Linked DNA regions of Arabidopsis thaliana: region 2 is linked to region 1. The links are chromatin contacts, called in public ChIA-PET maps. All regions are on one chromosome and are shown on one strand. Each heading gives the region's core, a stretch centred on a gene start, on an enhancer-like site or on the middle of the called end of the contact. The rest is flanking DNA. Distances are from core to core; before and after follow the strand shown.

Region 1 (7,819 bases), core at 3,557-6,056:
ATGGAAAATAATGTATCTAGGTACCGATTAATCCATACGGAAAAGCTAAAAAGATGGCAGAGGATATGATCTTGGATTTCTCAAAGAACTCTGACATGGCGGTTATGATCTTAAGGTTTGGTTTGGTTCTGTTCATTGAGTACTTTTTGTTCTTACTCTATGATCAATGAAACAATTATGCAAATATTGCTGATGAACCTTATAAACTTTTGTAGATACTTCAATGTGATTGGTTCAGATCCAGGAGGTAGATTAGGAGAAGCGCCAAGACCCGAACTTCGTGAGCAAGGAAGGATTTCTGGTGCTTGTTTCGATGCAGCTCGTGGTTTCATTCCCGGACTACAAGTAAAAACCATTATTAAAAAAAAACTATAACCTATAATCATATATTGCAACATCCTTTATATGATATGGTTTGTGTAGGTGAAAGGAACGGATTACAAAACATCGGACGGTACTTGCATTAGAGACTATATAGATGTTACTGACCTCGTGGATGCTCACGTGAAGGCTCTCGAGAAAGCTCAGCCTCGAAAAGTCGGTATCTACAATGTTGGAACCGGAAAAGGTCTTGACTTTTAACATTTTCACTACACAATAACTCTGTTTTACTTCTTCTTATAACCGAAAGATTCTTAAGTCCAAACTAATCTCCAAAACATCCAGCTTCCATGTAGTCATCAAGAAGCTGATTTGTCTACTTCCATAATTTGAATTCATTGCACAAGATTTGAGTTACAATCTGACATTAACCGTTTTGTGGTTTGGTTAAACAGGGAGATCGGTTAAAGAATTCGTTGAGGCATGTAAGAAGGCGACAGGAGTTGAGATCAAAGTAGATTTCTTGCCTCGACGACCGGGAGATTACGCAGAGGTTTACAGTGATCCAACAAAGATTTTGAAAGATTTGAATTGGACTGCTCGATTCACTAATCTTCAAGATAGTCTTCAAGTTGCTTGGAGATGGCAAAAAATTCATCCTCATGGATATAATTCTTATTAAACTAAAAAACAGAGCAAAACACATCACCTTAAAGAGCTTTTATTGTTTTCAATTTCGTTTTATAAATTGGCATAATGTTTTGTGGGCTATATATAAAGAGTATATTTTACCAAACGATTAAACGCAGCGTTCCAAACTCTTATGAAGTTATTGGGCCCTTCGGCCCAAATAAACAGAAATTAAGACTACTTTGAGAATCACAAAGCTTGAGGAGGGAGATAACCAATTGGCCACATGAACCTAAAACACTCTTTCTTTGCTTCTTCTCTGCCGTCTCATCTTCTAACACACAATACCCTTTACGTGATTTCACTCGAGAGCTACTAATTTAAGGTTCTTTGATAATCTGTTTCTTAAATTTCTTGTGAGATTTTCGGTTCCATTTTGCGTGATGGAGGAATCCGTGAAACGGTGTAGAGGTTTCTCAGATGCGAGAGAAGATTTGATGAGTAAATTAACTGACGCTTTGATATCTCAGGTACTCTTTTATCTTCCGACAAAGGAAGCTGTTAGTACTAGTGTTTTGTCCAGTAGGTGGAAAAGTGTCTGGCTTTTGATTCCTGACTTGGATTTGAACTCTAGTGCATTCCCAAGTAACAATGCATTTGTGGGTTTTATAGATAAGTTTATAGATTTCTCTAAGATAGAGAATTCATGTTTGCACAAGCTTAAGCTAAGTATTCGGAAGGAGCATGAGAATGATAACAAGTCTTGTGTCACGCGATGGATTGGTTTTGTGGCTACCCATAAACTTAAGCATCTTGATGTTGAGTGTCTTCTTTGGAAGAAAAAGTGTTTGGAAGTGATGCCATTAACCCTCTATATTACTCAGACGCTTTTTTACTTAAGACTCCATCGGGTATTGTTGGGTAATGTTGAGTCTATTTCATTACCTTGTCTCAAGACTATGCATTTAGAACAAAATGTTTATGCCAATGAGACGTGTCTAGAGTTCTTTATCTCATCTTGCCCTGTTCTTGAAGATCTGAGTATTGTTAGAAAGGTAGATGATAATGTAAAGGTTTTACGAGTGCTTTCCCAAACACTAACCAGTCTTTTTGTAGCTTTTGATTATGGTGAGCACCGTAGAGGCTTTCATGGGTATTATAGCTTAGACTTTGGAGTTTTGATTGATGCACCTAGACTAAAATATTTGAAGATCGGAGATGATATATCGCGGAGTAAAATCGTAAGCAATATGGATTCCTTAGCCAAGATTGAAATTGTTGGCCTCTTTTATATTGAACGTGCTTTTCATAACAAGGTGGCCCGTAACTTTTTCATCGGTATCTCCAGAGTTAGAGATATGATCATCTCTGACCGTGCTATGTGGGTATGTCAATGATAATCATATATATACATGTGATCACTAAATTTTACTTACCCATATTCTTATCTTTTTTTTTTTAATGTAAGCAGTTCATGTCTTTCTACTTCTTGAGAGAAGAATCAACACCCCAGTTTTGCAACCTGTCCAGTTTGGAAGTAAAAATCTCATGGTCCCGAGGGATAAACCTGTCGATGTTTCTTGATAACTCTCCGAATCTAAAATCCATGGTCTTGGTGATTTATTGCAAAAACCTAGAGGTTAAACTTAATTAATCTTCGTTTAAAATGTTTTTGTTATATAATAAATCTACATATATTTTCATTAATCTTATGTATTTTGCAGAAGTCAGTAAGTTTCTCGTCCGTGCCTCAGTGTTTGTTATCATCCCTGGAGTTTGTAGAGATAAAAATCAGCAGATTCGGCATAATCTCTCTTGGAATTGGAATAGCAAGGTTCTTTGTAGAGAACTCAGTAGTTCTCAAGAAACTTGTTGTGCATTCGAGCCGTCCCATGCGTAAGAAAAGTTTGGTTGCCTTCGAGAATCTCCTTGCATTACCGAGGCGATCTAGCATGTGTCAAATCATATCTGTTGTTGACGGTTATAAAGACTTTTAGGCAGCTCTTTGATAAGACCAAAACTAGCATTTTTAGATATTTGGACTTGGATTTTGATTTTTGTTGGAACTACATTTTGATGTTATGAGTGAAATTTTTATTTAAAGTAAAAGGTGACTAATAATTTGGAAGATTCAAAGATTGTGATTCTGCCTCAAGTGGTTTGGTTCTCCAGCCGGGTCTTGCGGTGGGGAAAATGAGAGGTGTAGTTTGGCAGCGGATGACGCCTATCTGTTAGAACCATCTGGGAGGTAATCTATGAGTAGGGCTGTCATTTGGTCATGACCATGTCCATATGGCCGTCCGAGCGGACACTCTCTTTCTGTTGGCTTTGATGTTGCTATTGCAGCCATCTAGGTGTAACAAGCCAATGCATTCTTTTGTGAGCGCATTGGCCGATTAGATTAGCATCGATCAACATAGGTTTTTTCATAATATTTAGTATTGAATTTTTTATATGAGAGGTCACTGGTTAGTGCATAGCTCCTTCGTAAATCATTTATAGGAATCAAAAACAACCAAGATATGAGATGTGAAAAACATACTAATCCAAATGTGCAATTTAGTTAAAAATGTTATAGACAACTGTTAAGTAAAAATGAGGAAAAAGTGACCAGTTATTAATGATGTTATTATATCGTTGAAAAATTTTGATACAAATCGGAAACCTAATCGTATTTTCCAACTTAAACAAAGTAAAAGAAAAAAAAAAGAAAAAAAAGAAAGCAAAGGTTAACATTATTGGTTTCTAAGTTCTAATTTTTAGTAGGAGGCTCCGCCAACAGTTTTTGAACATTGTTCCTTTAGCATAGGAGGAAAAAACGGATTGAACGGAAGTTGCGGAATACAATTGGTTTCGGCTTCCAAAATTGCTTTGCAACAAGCTGAACCTATCTTGCCGAACTTTTCTAAGAGTATGGATTGCGAAAACTCTACGATGCACCCTGGAATATTTATCACAGATGATAAACATTTTGTTATATCAGGTAATCCTGGTACACCGGGACTCGGTAGAAATGGAAATGGAAAAGGAAAAAGTGCCGGAAATTGTGGTAATTGGGCATTTACAGACAATGCAATGCATAAAACCGCTAGAAATAAGATCACGTTTTTTATAGCCATAATAAAAAAAAAAAATGTTTGAAATATTCCAATATATAATTCTTTCTCGTGTTTGTTGTTGAGTGATAAACAATACTAAGATCAAATTTATTTATAGGGGAAGAAATGAACTATGGTGGTACTAATTGAATTTGTCTTTATGAAACGTTTTTCAAATCTTTATTAGGTAATTTAATAACAGGCAGTTTCTTATTTTGATTGAGTGAGCAGTTTCTAAAATTAAAAGATAGTCCACAGCCACACACCTCTATGAGAAATATTTATTACTTTACTATCGATGAGAGGAGATGATATATGTATAACCGAAATAATTCAGAGTTTAATCCAATAAATCCAGTTAATATTAATCCTTCGGTGTTGGTAGATCTTTTGTTCGTTTCTCCCTTTTTTTTTATTCTACAGCAAAAATGGTCTCTTGAATCTAAAGACAATACTCTATGTACAATATCTCGGAGATTCAACGATTTAATAAAAGTTTAAAGAGAATAATAATAATTTTTTCGCTCTTAGACAAAAAGAAATCATTAAAGTTTTTTCAATGAATAATAATAAATTTACAAAACTATACTATATAAATTAATTTGACAAATGGTGAAAAAAAAAAAAAGGCAATACACCTATGTTATGTATAGCCTAACCCATTCTAACTAGGCCCAAATTGAAACAAAGCCCAACAAGAAGGAAAGTGTCATTCATTCTTTCTCGAATAAAACCGTAGAAATTCCCCCTCTTCCCCAATTCCACTGCCAAAACTCTTCGCTTAATTCTCCGGCGTATACAAGTCGCCGGCAAAAATGTCGATGTCGAAGAGCTCCAAGATGCTTCAGTTCATAAACTACAGGATGCGAGTAACAATCCAAGACGGAAGACAGCTAATCGGAAAATTCATGGCGTTCGATCGCCACATGAATCTTGTTCTTGGCGACTGCGAAGAGTTTCGAAAACTTCCTCCGGCGAAAGGTAATAAGAAGACGAACGAAGAAAGAGAAGAGCGTCGTACGCTTGGTTTGGTTTTACTTAGAGGAGAAGAAGTGATTTCGATGACTGTCGAAGGTCCACCGCCACCTGAAGAATCTCGCGCCAAATCTGGATCTGTAACCGCTGTGGCTGGTCCCGGAATCGGTCGTGCTGCTGGACGTGGAGTACCTACTGGTCCATTGGTTCAAGCTCAGCCTGGTTTATCTGGTCCTGTTCGTGGAATTGGTGGACCTGCTCCTGGAATGATGCAGCCTCAGATCTCTAGACCACCACAGATTATTCGTCCTCCGGGACAAATGCCACCACAGCCTCCTTTTGCTGGTCAAGGAGGTCCTCCTCCACCTTATGGTATGAGACCACCGTATCCTGGTCCACCACCGCCTCAGTATGGTGGACAGCAAAGGCCAATGATGATTCCTCCACCTGGTGGTATGATGAGAGGACCTCCTCCACCTCATGGTATGCAAGGACCGCCTCCTTCTCGCCCTGGAATGCCTCCCCCCGGTGGTGCTCCGATGTTTGCTCCGCCTCATCCTGGCATGCCACCTGCTCCGCCAAATCACCATAATCAGCAACATTGATTAGGTAGCTGTTTATCAAGTTTTGGAACACTACTTGATTATCCTTTATTATCTGCTGATGGTTGCTTGTAAGTGTAGCTTGGCTATGATGTGAGATTTGGTTGAAATTGAACTTATTTTGATTTAGCTTGGACTTGTGTAGTGACTGAAGTTTATAAATCATAAGTTAGCTGCAGTCTCTACTAGTCTGCTGATAGTTTATTTGTGAAACCTTTAACTTACACAAAAACTTTCTTGTAACTTGAACTGATAACTTACACAGAAATTCTACTTAATTAGCCTTTATAATTTATCAGCAATTTCTAGTCTGCTTGGCCATGTGTGATTTGTGTGGAATTGAACTTGTCTTGATTAGCTTGGGCATGTGTTGTGAGTAGTAGTCTGCTCATGACTGTCTTAGCTTGCACAGTTTCTAGGTTGTTGATGAGTGCTTTGTTGTCAGTTGCTTTTCTTCTTATGTTTCCTTAAGAGTATGATCACTTTAAAAGGTTTGTTACTATAAAGCATTCTAGAATCATCACATTGTGAATCCTGTAACTTACACTCAGAAACTCTCTTGCCTGTTGTTCTAATGAGTTTGAAAAACCCTTATTACACTTTTAGAAGCATGAATAACTCATGATGAACTTCTCAGTTCACTTTTAAACGTGTTTAATATCTTCCCAACTAGTAGAACCTTTATGATCCTTGTTTAAGGTTTGTTCGTGAATTTTGTTTTGGAAAGCTGTAGATGTTGTAGGGTTCATTAGCTATATTGGAAGAACTTGTGGATACATCTTTTTGCCCTTGCTCTCTGTTGGCATATGATATTGGATGATTTTTTTTTTTTAATATCTCTGTTAGAAAGATCTGCTAAGTACAATTTTCTCGATCTGGATTGTAGGAGTCACTTCATCTACAACGAAAGCAACATCCACATGATTGAGTTACCCCTCGGCTAGTCGTAGCGTTTTTCTCCGTGAAGCTCAGAGAATTGATGAGTTCATATTGGTGATTTCTCGTGGAAAAAGCAACTGATTTTAGAAATAGTGAACTTGTAGGAGTTACAACCTTGCTCCATGAACTTGAATGTATTACTTGTAAAAGAGGCTCTCAATGGTTTTGACTGGCAATTCGGTTCTCAACATATATTAGGCTATGTTGCTGGTTATGTACGTAACAAATATCTTACGGTAGTCTTACACTGGATCAGACACCCACCCTCCTAAACATGCAACTAAACATGCAAATCCCGATCGCTTGATCTAAAACTTCCGTAGAAGCTAACCGTTTTTTTTTAATAATGAGTCCTTGTTCAACAACCCCACCGATCGTATCCAGGCCTTTGACCACATTATCTACGTAATTTTAAATAATCAAACATCGAGCGATGTGCGAGTTTACTATGCTGAAGGGAAAAGCTTTTACTGATTGATGCTTGGCATTGGAGTTTTGAGTATAGCATCAAGAATGTTCTGACCATTGCTAATGACTATAGGAAAATCCCTCCAAAAGGGCTTGCAACTCCTACAAACGAAACGAGTCTTCACACAATCAATAGAACCAAAACCCCGATAAATAATTTGTGAAAGAACCAGTTTCTCTTCCCTGCATTGCTTGAGTACAAATCATCTGTCTTCCCAGTCACGATAAACTAAATAAGAGTGCAAGTGAAAATGAAGAAGTCACTTACGGGGATTTTGACTCGTACTGGTCCTGCAATTTAGATTTACAAGATCCTTTATTTCGATATGGTTCTGCAGACAATATCATTGTTAATAGAGGTTTAATTGTAAGATATGCTAATAGAGAGACCAAGGATTAAAGAAGATAAAGAAGACCAGAGGTTGGCAACAAGATCAAAATGCACTCGAGGAATGAAGTAATATGCGTATACAAACATATACAAATACTTTTCATACAATGTTAGCTTCGCTGTAATATCTACATATAAACACATAGATGTATACTGTGACTTAATTGATAAATTATACATATTACCAACATCACATATATAGTAATGATAATCATACTAAGTGACACCACACAACATGCACACCAAACTTGTCAAATCGACCCAACTTTAAAAGAAAATGTTTCATCATATAGCATTAATGTATTTCAGCTCTTGTCATGCCCTAACTTCAGTCTAGTGTTTGTCTCAAATCTCAAAGACTGCAAAATAACAGCCTCCACTGACCTCTGAAGCTC
Region 2 (7,819 bases), core at 2,948-5,447, 35 kb after region 1:
TATTAAAGATAAAACTAATTAACTTTAAAATTGATCAAAAAAAAATTATCAACTTTAAATTTTGCATGTGCAACGCACAGGCCTTAACACTAGTAACAAGATAAATGTTAGTTTCTTGTTTTGGTCGCCTTTGATTAATATTATTGTTTTGGTCGCCTTTGATTGATATTAATTAAAGAGTGACCAAAAAGTCATCTTTTGTTACGCGTTTTTCTCTGTCCTTATATGGAACTTAAACTATTCGCATAGAGAGACAATATATATAAATAACTATAGAGTAATTTGCATCTAGAGGTTTAGCAACCTAACAAAGTGAGTAAGAGAGATGACAAAGAAGGGTCCTTTGAATTTGAGACTTTTGCTCTTGCTTCTAGTGGTTCTTTTGCCCTCATGCTCTAATTGTGCTCTTACGTCTTCACAAGAATTACGCCCATCATCAGGTTAGTCTTGACTCTTGAGACCTATCCTAATATTCTTAAATCGAGTGCTAGCAAAAAGTTTTTTTTAAAAAAGGTGCAAATATGATCCTTCCGGAGTACCAATATAGGGTGACTATTTTGCTAGTTTTAGGATATTAATTATTTTGTCCATTTTCATAATTTGAGTTTTCGTTAGGTTCATTTTTTTTTGTTTTTGGTTTACTGAAATTAAAAATCAATGAGATACCAAAACTCATTTGATTAGTCTAGTTGGACATCGTTTCGATTTTGGTTTTGGTAGTTTTAATAATATTTTTACATTTTTTTTTTTTTTTTACATTTGTTTTTAGAAAGTTTATTTCTATTGTTTTAGTTTAATTTCATTTTGCATTAGTTAGTAACTGGAAAAAATATTATTCAGTGGGATCTAGCTTTCGCTATGTGTTTCCGAAATATACTTATAAATAAGATATTTAGAATTTATATATTTAACTTGATTATTTTGTTTTCTGTGTTTTTTTTTTTCTTTTTTTGAAAGCAAGATATAAATAAATTCATTAGTTTTGATGAAAAAAATAAAATGTTAAAATCTTTTTATTTTATTATGGATTTGTCTTATTATATGGTTTTTGTTTGGCTCAGTTCAGGTAATATATATTGGACTATGCTCATCCCATTGTGAATTAGATTCAGTAACATTATGCCATATAAATGTTTAATAAGTTAGCCATATATTTCTCTGAAATTAAAGTAATGATATCTATGAAAAGTGAAAATAATTTTTTTTTTAGTCATTAATTTAACTATAAATTAAATAGAATGGAGAAGAAAGATGATAACAGTATGGTCGAAGAGCTCGTATTAGGAGTGCTCCTCCATTGCCGTCCTTTTACCCACCACCGTCAGCAGTTTACATGAAACGACACATATAGATACCAAAAAAGAATGTCAAGAATATGCTTAAGTGTTACAGATACTCGTTGTAAGAAGGAAAAAAGTGTTACAGATATTCTGAAGCATTTAGGAGGTCTGAAAAAAATGCAGCTGGCTTAACTTAGCGTACCAAGAACTCCGTTTGATTCCAGTTAAGGTACAAGATCCTCTAGGAAGCTAACAAGTATCCCTCTCTCACTTGTTACATGTGTACTGCCTCACGTGTGTGATTGTTAGAGGATAAGCCATTTGTAGATCCTTGAAAAGCTCCATCGCTTCTCCTTTCATTTGTACGTACGCATCTTTTAAATAAAAAGGAAAGTTTAGTTTATTGATTCAAGTTTCTCCTTTTTTCTCTTGGAATAACTTAGTGTTGTACAGATTCCCTTCACTAGTATTCTGTTAAATCCCTTCACTAATATTCTGTTAAATCTATTTTTTTGTGCTGATCTCCTGAGGCAAAGTTTGTGAACTTATCATAAAGGTTTTCACACCCTTGAATGTTATTCCTTGATTAACCTACTACCTTTCATCCGCTACCTAAGGAACTTAACCTGTGAACTTGTGACAAAAAGTCGAGTATCTTCTTTGGAGCTTACATCACACACCATAGACTTATCATATGATACTTCATCGATCAATGGCTTCACAACTATATTCGCGAATCTCCATTATATTGGAACAATTAGTGAGCATCAACGATGATTGAACGCATATGAAAAGATAGAAAAATCTAGCTTTTATTTATAGATCGAGGTATGTGAAAAAAAACAAAAAATTATTTGAATGAAGTAACAAAACAACAATTAGTGAGCATCAATTATTTCTTTTTCAATAGTTCATTACTTCATTCACATAGTTGATCCTCACTAATTGTTGGTTTGTCGTATGGAAACCTTACTTCATTCACATAGTTACCCAAAATCTATATTGGTTCCTTTTTTTTACCAAATATACACTAAAATATTCAGAAAAAAGCTAAAACATTGGTTATTTTTACTCAAATATACGCAAATATTTCTGAATTACTCGAAAATATCTATATATTCGGATTTATAATTGTTATGTTAGGTATTTGGTGTATTATAAGCATAAATTTAACTAATATTTTTAGGTGTATACTTGTATGTCAGATACATACGGATAGCCAAAAGTATTAGATTCGGGTTAGATTGTTTTGGATAGAGAGACTTAGGACCCATTCATGTATTTTTAAACAACGGTTCGGTTCGATTTTGGTATTTTCAGGTCTTTGGTTCCTATTTGTTTGCCCAAAGCTACTAATCAAAATCATGCCTTTTAATATATAAGCATATGTAAAATATTGATGTATTTGCAATAATTAATAAGGTGTATAATTTGAACACACCAAAAAAATAAGGTGTACAATTTGATATATGTAATTTAGAGGTGATGTTTTAACTTTTTTTATTTCCCTCTTACTCAGAAGAAATTAGAGGCATTTATTCAACAAAACACAATAAAAACATATATATTTTACTTTGCCTTTCTCATTTCACCTTTGGAACATTGTAGTCCTTCATATATATTAGTAAATAATACATATGTAAATCATAAGATTCATAACCTCAAACATATGTTTAAAACAATTAAACAAAAAAATTAGTAGATTTCAGGAGTATAGTCTTGAACTCTTGATAATTGAACGTTCAAAAATATCAAAAATTTATTTTTAAAAACCGAAAAATAAAGGACTAGAGGCTTGTTATTTTGTTAAAGGATATCATGACTAGAAGTTGTAGTCCCGTAGTGATATAGCTTTTTTATTTTATTCTAGATATACGTCTGATTGTGTGTGTACATGTGTTGTAGACACGAAAAAAAAACCTTAACTATAAATAAAAAATATGATACAACATGGTTTTGTATAACAAAATACTTATAAAACTCTCTTGACCTCTTATCCTGCACTATGATGACTTATGGCTTATGGGCCTTTATCTTTAGGCGATGCAGAGTGAAACGAAGCGATAGGAGGTTTGACGATGCCACGGAGAGGTGGAGGGGGAGGAGGAAGAGGAACGCAATCCAAACGCAATTTGTTCCTTTCTAACAATATGTATGTACCACAAATTGTATGATTAATTTCTTCAAACAATAAATATGATTAAAACTACAACAGAAAACTATGTATAGAGAGTATAAACAAGGTAATTACTTTTAAAAAATACGTAATTAGGGAAATGATAATTGCTAGAGCTGCTATTAGAAAGGAAAAAGGACAAAAATAAATGTAACAAATTAACAATGTAATACATTATTATTTAAAAAATAATAAAATAAATATTCGGTTGGTAGTCTAGTACATTGATATAATACTATTTAACACTATCAATACTAATACAATAAATCAAACTTAGATAAAAGATAAATAATTATATTCGATAAAATAGATGTCCACATAAAAATAACGTGATACCATGGAAAAACATTATGTGTTCTGCAACCTTAGATGTTGAGAATAAAACCAAACTAAAACTCCAAACCAAATTATAACAGTATTACTATATGTGGATGTGGAATGTAGCTCGTTTTTAATAGACACACAAACTCAATACAAAAGTAAGAGAGGTAGTGTTAAATAGTTACGTTGGAGACGTTTGGCCTGGGCGACTCCAACTTGAGATAAGATAAACAAGAGCAGAATAAACAAAGACAGAAGAAGATGACCTAAATTTGATGTCTTTGTAGCCATTACTTAAGTGCTCGACTCTCTCAAAACTCCATTACAAGACACATATATAAGATAATGAAGCATAGGTAGTAGATATGGCTACTATAAATGTAGTACTGGGCCTAGTAGCCGACGAACATTTCCATTCAACGCGCTTTGACTTTATGAAGCTGCGAAAAGTCTTTGCAAACCAAAATTATATGTATAAATACAATTGACGTAGATAATAATTTAATTTTTTTAATTAAATATAAAACGGTTTTTTTATATATGTAAATTGTAAAGTGATGATGTTGTAACCCTTTTTATTTCTTTCTAATGTTTAAAAAACGCTTTCTGAAAAAAAAAATTACTTTGGTTTGTCATTTCATTTTGAAGCATTGTAGTCTTTCAAATTTATAAAGAATATGTAAATTATAACCTGAAACATATAATATGAGAATAATAAATGTTGTTGAGATTGGTGGGAGTCATGGTTGTGAGATTAGCTACCATCCATGGCATGGGATTATATATGGGAGGATATGTTGCATTAGTAAGAGATATTCATTGCTTGCAGGTTGTGATGTCATGGACTAAAGTTGGTAACAAAGTTTGCGCTGAATGTTCTTGAACACCACATAACAATAATCGACCAATGTAAGGTCTGGTAGTGCGAAAATCAGATCCTCTTGGGGAATTATGTTGCATCAAAGAATGTTGCTGATTTTGATCTGCTTTTAGCAGAGAGCGGTTGCAGTTGATGACGTATTTGCTATGATAAAAATGATGACGGAGGCATATGAGTGTGGCTGCTAAAAAACCTTGCAAGTGTTTCATTTAAAATATTCAGCAATCAAATCCGATATTATGTGCTTTCTTAATAAAAATAAGCAAACACATCTTTACACAGAAATAATCGTAGGGACGCTATGGCCTATAGCAAACAGAGGAATGCGTTTGGCCTTTTTCTAAACACCAAAAATATATTAGTCAAGTCTTTTCGATTTTGTATACATTCACAAAAAAGATAAAACTACAATTCCTACATATATATAAATAAAAAAAATACTACAAAATAATAATTTCTATCGTCTCGTCTAACTGAAGTCTTCAGCCCACTTGCAAATAAGGTACGTAGATATTAAATATAGAGATAATTCATTTAGGTGGAAATAGTATTTTTCTTAAGATTAGTTTTTTTTTTTTTTTTCTTAAGATTATAATATAATTCTTCTCAAATGGGCTTGGGCCAAAGCCTACAACAAAAAACAGTCCAGTTACAAAAGTGGTTAATCGACAACATTGCCGGAAAAAAAGAAAAGCTCTCTGCTCGTTGATAGATGCCAGCAGAGGACCGGAGCCTTAAATCCGGCGGGCTCAAGAGCTACCGTTTCGTGGTCACCAACGAAGATCGGGAATCTCCAACGAAAGAGACCGGTTTTCATCATCAAAACCATCCCTCCGATGCACCAACCCACAACAGATCTCCCGGAAAGCTAGTTGCTCCGACTAGGCACATCGACGAAATCGGATCCTGAAAAAGCAACCCAATCCACTGGGCGGTAACCCTTCTCTTCCAAACCGAAAGTAGCCAAAAAACCTGAGTTTCGACGATTCAATCCGGCTCGATGGATGCTAAATTGAGGCAGATCTAAAGGATGGTGGCTCAAATCCATTGCCTTTAAACCCGAACTCCTCAACCGCCCTCTAAGACCCTATGGATCTGCAGCTAACCACCGTGCAAACCAATTTTTTAAGATTAGTTTTCTTTTATAACAATTTTAGTTTTAATTAGAAAAACTTGACAAGATTTTGAAGGTTTAATAAGATAATTTAGACTTCTTTTTAAATATTCATGATCAAATTTACAGCTCCAAATTTTTTTATGTTTGACATCAAACCACAAACGCATTATTAATTTTTACATTTCCTAACTACACAAAATTTTAAAACTCAGCCTAAAACTGTTCTACCATTTTTAAGTGTTTGATATTTCTCCACTGGTGACGCTGAAGTTAAAAAAGACTAAGACAAAATATATGAATGGAGACCGAACTGTACAGTGCAGTGTGATTCCAATAGTAACAAACATGATTATGGAGTATGACATAATCACAAAATATTAAATGTCACAAAGTTTGGTAGACTTTGCGGCAAAATGGAAATGTCCGGGCATTGGACGGTAGGCCCAGACTAGACTTTGTGGCAAAATGGAAATGTCCAGGCGTTGGACCGTAGGCCCAGACGGTCAGACTCATAGTACCACATTTTACATGTAGTATATAAATAGGTCTTATAATGGAGTTTTGAGAAAGTGGAAAACCTAGCTTAATGGCTACAAAGACATCAAATTTCGTTTCTCTTCGCGTATCTTTGTTTATTCTTCTCTTATTTATCTCATCTCAAGTTGCTATCGCTGACGCCAAACATCTCCAACGTAAGTGTTTACACACTAACACACATAAGGCCTCTTGGCTTTTTCTAACACTCGCATGAACATAAGCTTGGTTACTGTTTAGCGATTTAACAATATACATAAGTTTGGCTTTGTATTCAATGTTCATTGATGAAATTTTTATTATTGTATGAAACATAAAATGAAAGTTTATATCTTATTATGTCTCAACGTCAATTTGTTTTTTGAAATATCAAATTGTTCTCTCTCTCTCTATATATATATATATAGATAATAAATAGTCTGCGCTCTATCATGAATTAAATATTGTTTAGAATATCCAACATTAATTTTGAATCTAAAATATTAATATTCATAATTTTTAATTTTTACCTATGTCAAACAAAGCATATTTAAAAACTAAAATTTATAATTGTAATTTGTAAATCAATAGAATTAAGAAGGAAGTTGCAGATAGTACGACGATCAAGAAGTCAAAGAGGTCGTCAATACAATCCACCGACGCTGCGTGTGCCGCCGCCACCACCACCGCCCCTGCCCCAGATGCCGAGTGCAGCCACACCTCCCCCAATGCCGCAGTTGTCACCACTGCAGCCGAAAATGCATGTATCATCACTGCAGCCACAAATGCTCTATCCACCTCCTTCGTTGCCGTATGCTTCATCGCCGACGGTATGAAAACAATAATTCCATTATTAAAAAAATAGTTTTCAAATTATAAGATCGATTTTAACTATGTATATACGATGATAACTAGCTATAAAATCAATAAAAATTATAATTTATTATTATCGACACTAAACATTTTCCGGAAATTACACATTCAAATTCTAATTTTGAAGAATATTTTATAAACCTAAACTTTTATGATATTTTCAGAGTTTTGTGTAGTTTTAGAAAACAAAAGCACATAAAATGTGGTACTCTTCGAACTGAATTTTTTTGGTAAATTTATCTTCTTCTAAGAATCATAATTATAAGTTTATCAATATATGCTATATTGTCATCATGCAGTCTACATAACGAAGGAGAAAGATGACGCTGGTGGTAGTCGCATAACGAAGAAGGAAGCTGATGCTAGTATGAGATAGCTTCAGTCCTTCATTTATCAAGGAAAGAATAAATCTTTTTACAATATATGTTTTTTTTTTTAACGTATGTTGATATGAATCTTGCACTATTAATAACCATATCTTAGTCAATGTGATATTTAATTTGTAATAATTGCTAAGATATATCATAATCCCAATATCTTTTTATTTTTTTGTTCCATGGATGATGGGAGTAATGACTATCTAGTATACAAGGTGTTATGTTGTTATTGTGATTTCTTTGTTAGCTAGATTTCTACTGCTTTTTTGTTTTTCTTTTGTC

What was found. ChIA-PET counts read pairs in DNA pulled down with a chosen protein or histone mark.
Region 2: a contact with region 1 is called in an H3K4me3 ChIA-PET map of shoot, with 11 read pairs. The contact joins the promoter of AT5G44568 here to the promoter of AT5G44500 in region 1. A contact is called at or near these places in 2 of 26 Hi-C or Micro-C datasets (shoot and vegetative nucleus) and 1 of 2 datasets of contacts at active chromatin or transcription factors (shoot).

What each region holds. Positions count from the first base shown.
Region 1 is chr5:17,922,641-17,930,459 of TAIR10.1, forward strand. It overlaps AT5G44500 (Small nuclear ribonucleoprotein family protein), which reads left to right and starts at 4,807. Exons shown (of 2, transcript NM_123817.4): 1 at 4,807-5,633; 2 at 6,513-7,195. The coding sequence starts at 4,865. The coding sequence ends at 5,629. It overlaps AT5G44495 (ECA1 gametogenesis related family protein), which reads right to left and starts at 4,070. Exons shown (of 1, transcript NM_001085240.2): 1 at 3,662-4,070. The coding sequence starts at 4,070. The coding sequence ends at 3,711. DUR (NAD(P)-binding Rossmann-fold superfamily protein) reads left to right here. Exons shown (of 11, transcript NM_001344548.1): 8 at 21-115; 9 at 216-345; 10 at 424-568; 11 at 777-1,162. The coding sequence ends at 1,003. It overlaps AT5G44490 (FBD, F-box, Skp2-like and Leucine Rich Repeat domains containing protein), which reads left to right and starts at 1,212. Exons shown (of 3, transcript NM_001344551.1): 1 at 1,212-2,336; 2 at 2,423-2,590; 3 at 2,676-3,067. The coding sequence starts at 1,395. The coding sequence ends at 2,948. It also overlaps TAO1.
Region 2 is chr5:17,958,079-17,965,897 of TAIR10.1, forward strand. It overlaps AT5G44568, which reads right to left and starts at 4,198. Exons shown (of 2, transcript NM_001085241.2): 1 at 3,963-4,198; 2 at 2,941-3,422. The coding sequence starts at 4,068. The coding sequence ends at 3,301. It overlaps AT5G44566, which reads right to left and starts at 5,705. Exons shown (of 1, transcript NM_001344563.1): 1 at 5,526-5,705. The coding sequence starts at 5,705. The coding sequence ends at 5,526. It overlaps AT5G44570, which reads left to right and starts at 6,338. Exons shown (of 4, transcript NM_001161289.2): 1 at 6,338-6,466; 2 at 6,899-7,117; 3 at 7,460-7,525. The coding sequence starts at 6,361. It overlaps AT5G06585 (a long non-coding RNA gene), which reads left to right and starts at 373. Exons shown (of 1, transcript NR_142930.1): 1 at 373-572. It also overlaps AT5G00585 and AT5G44569.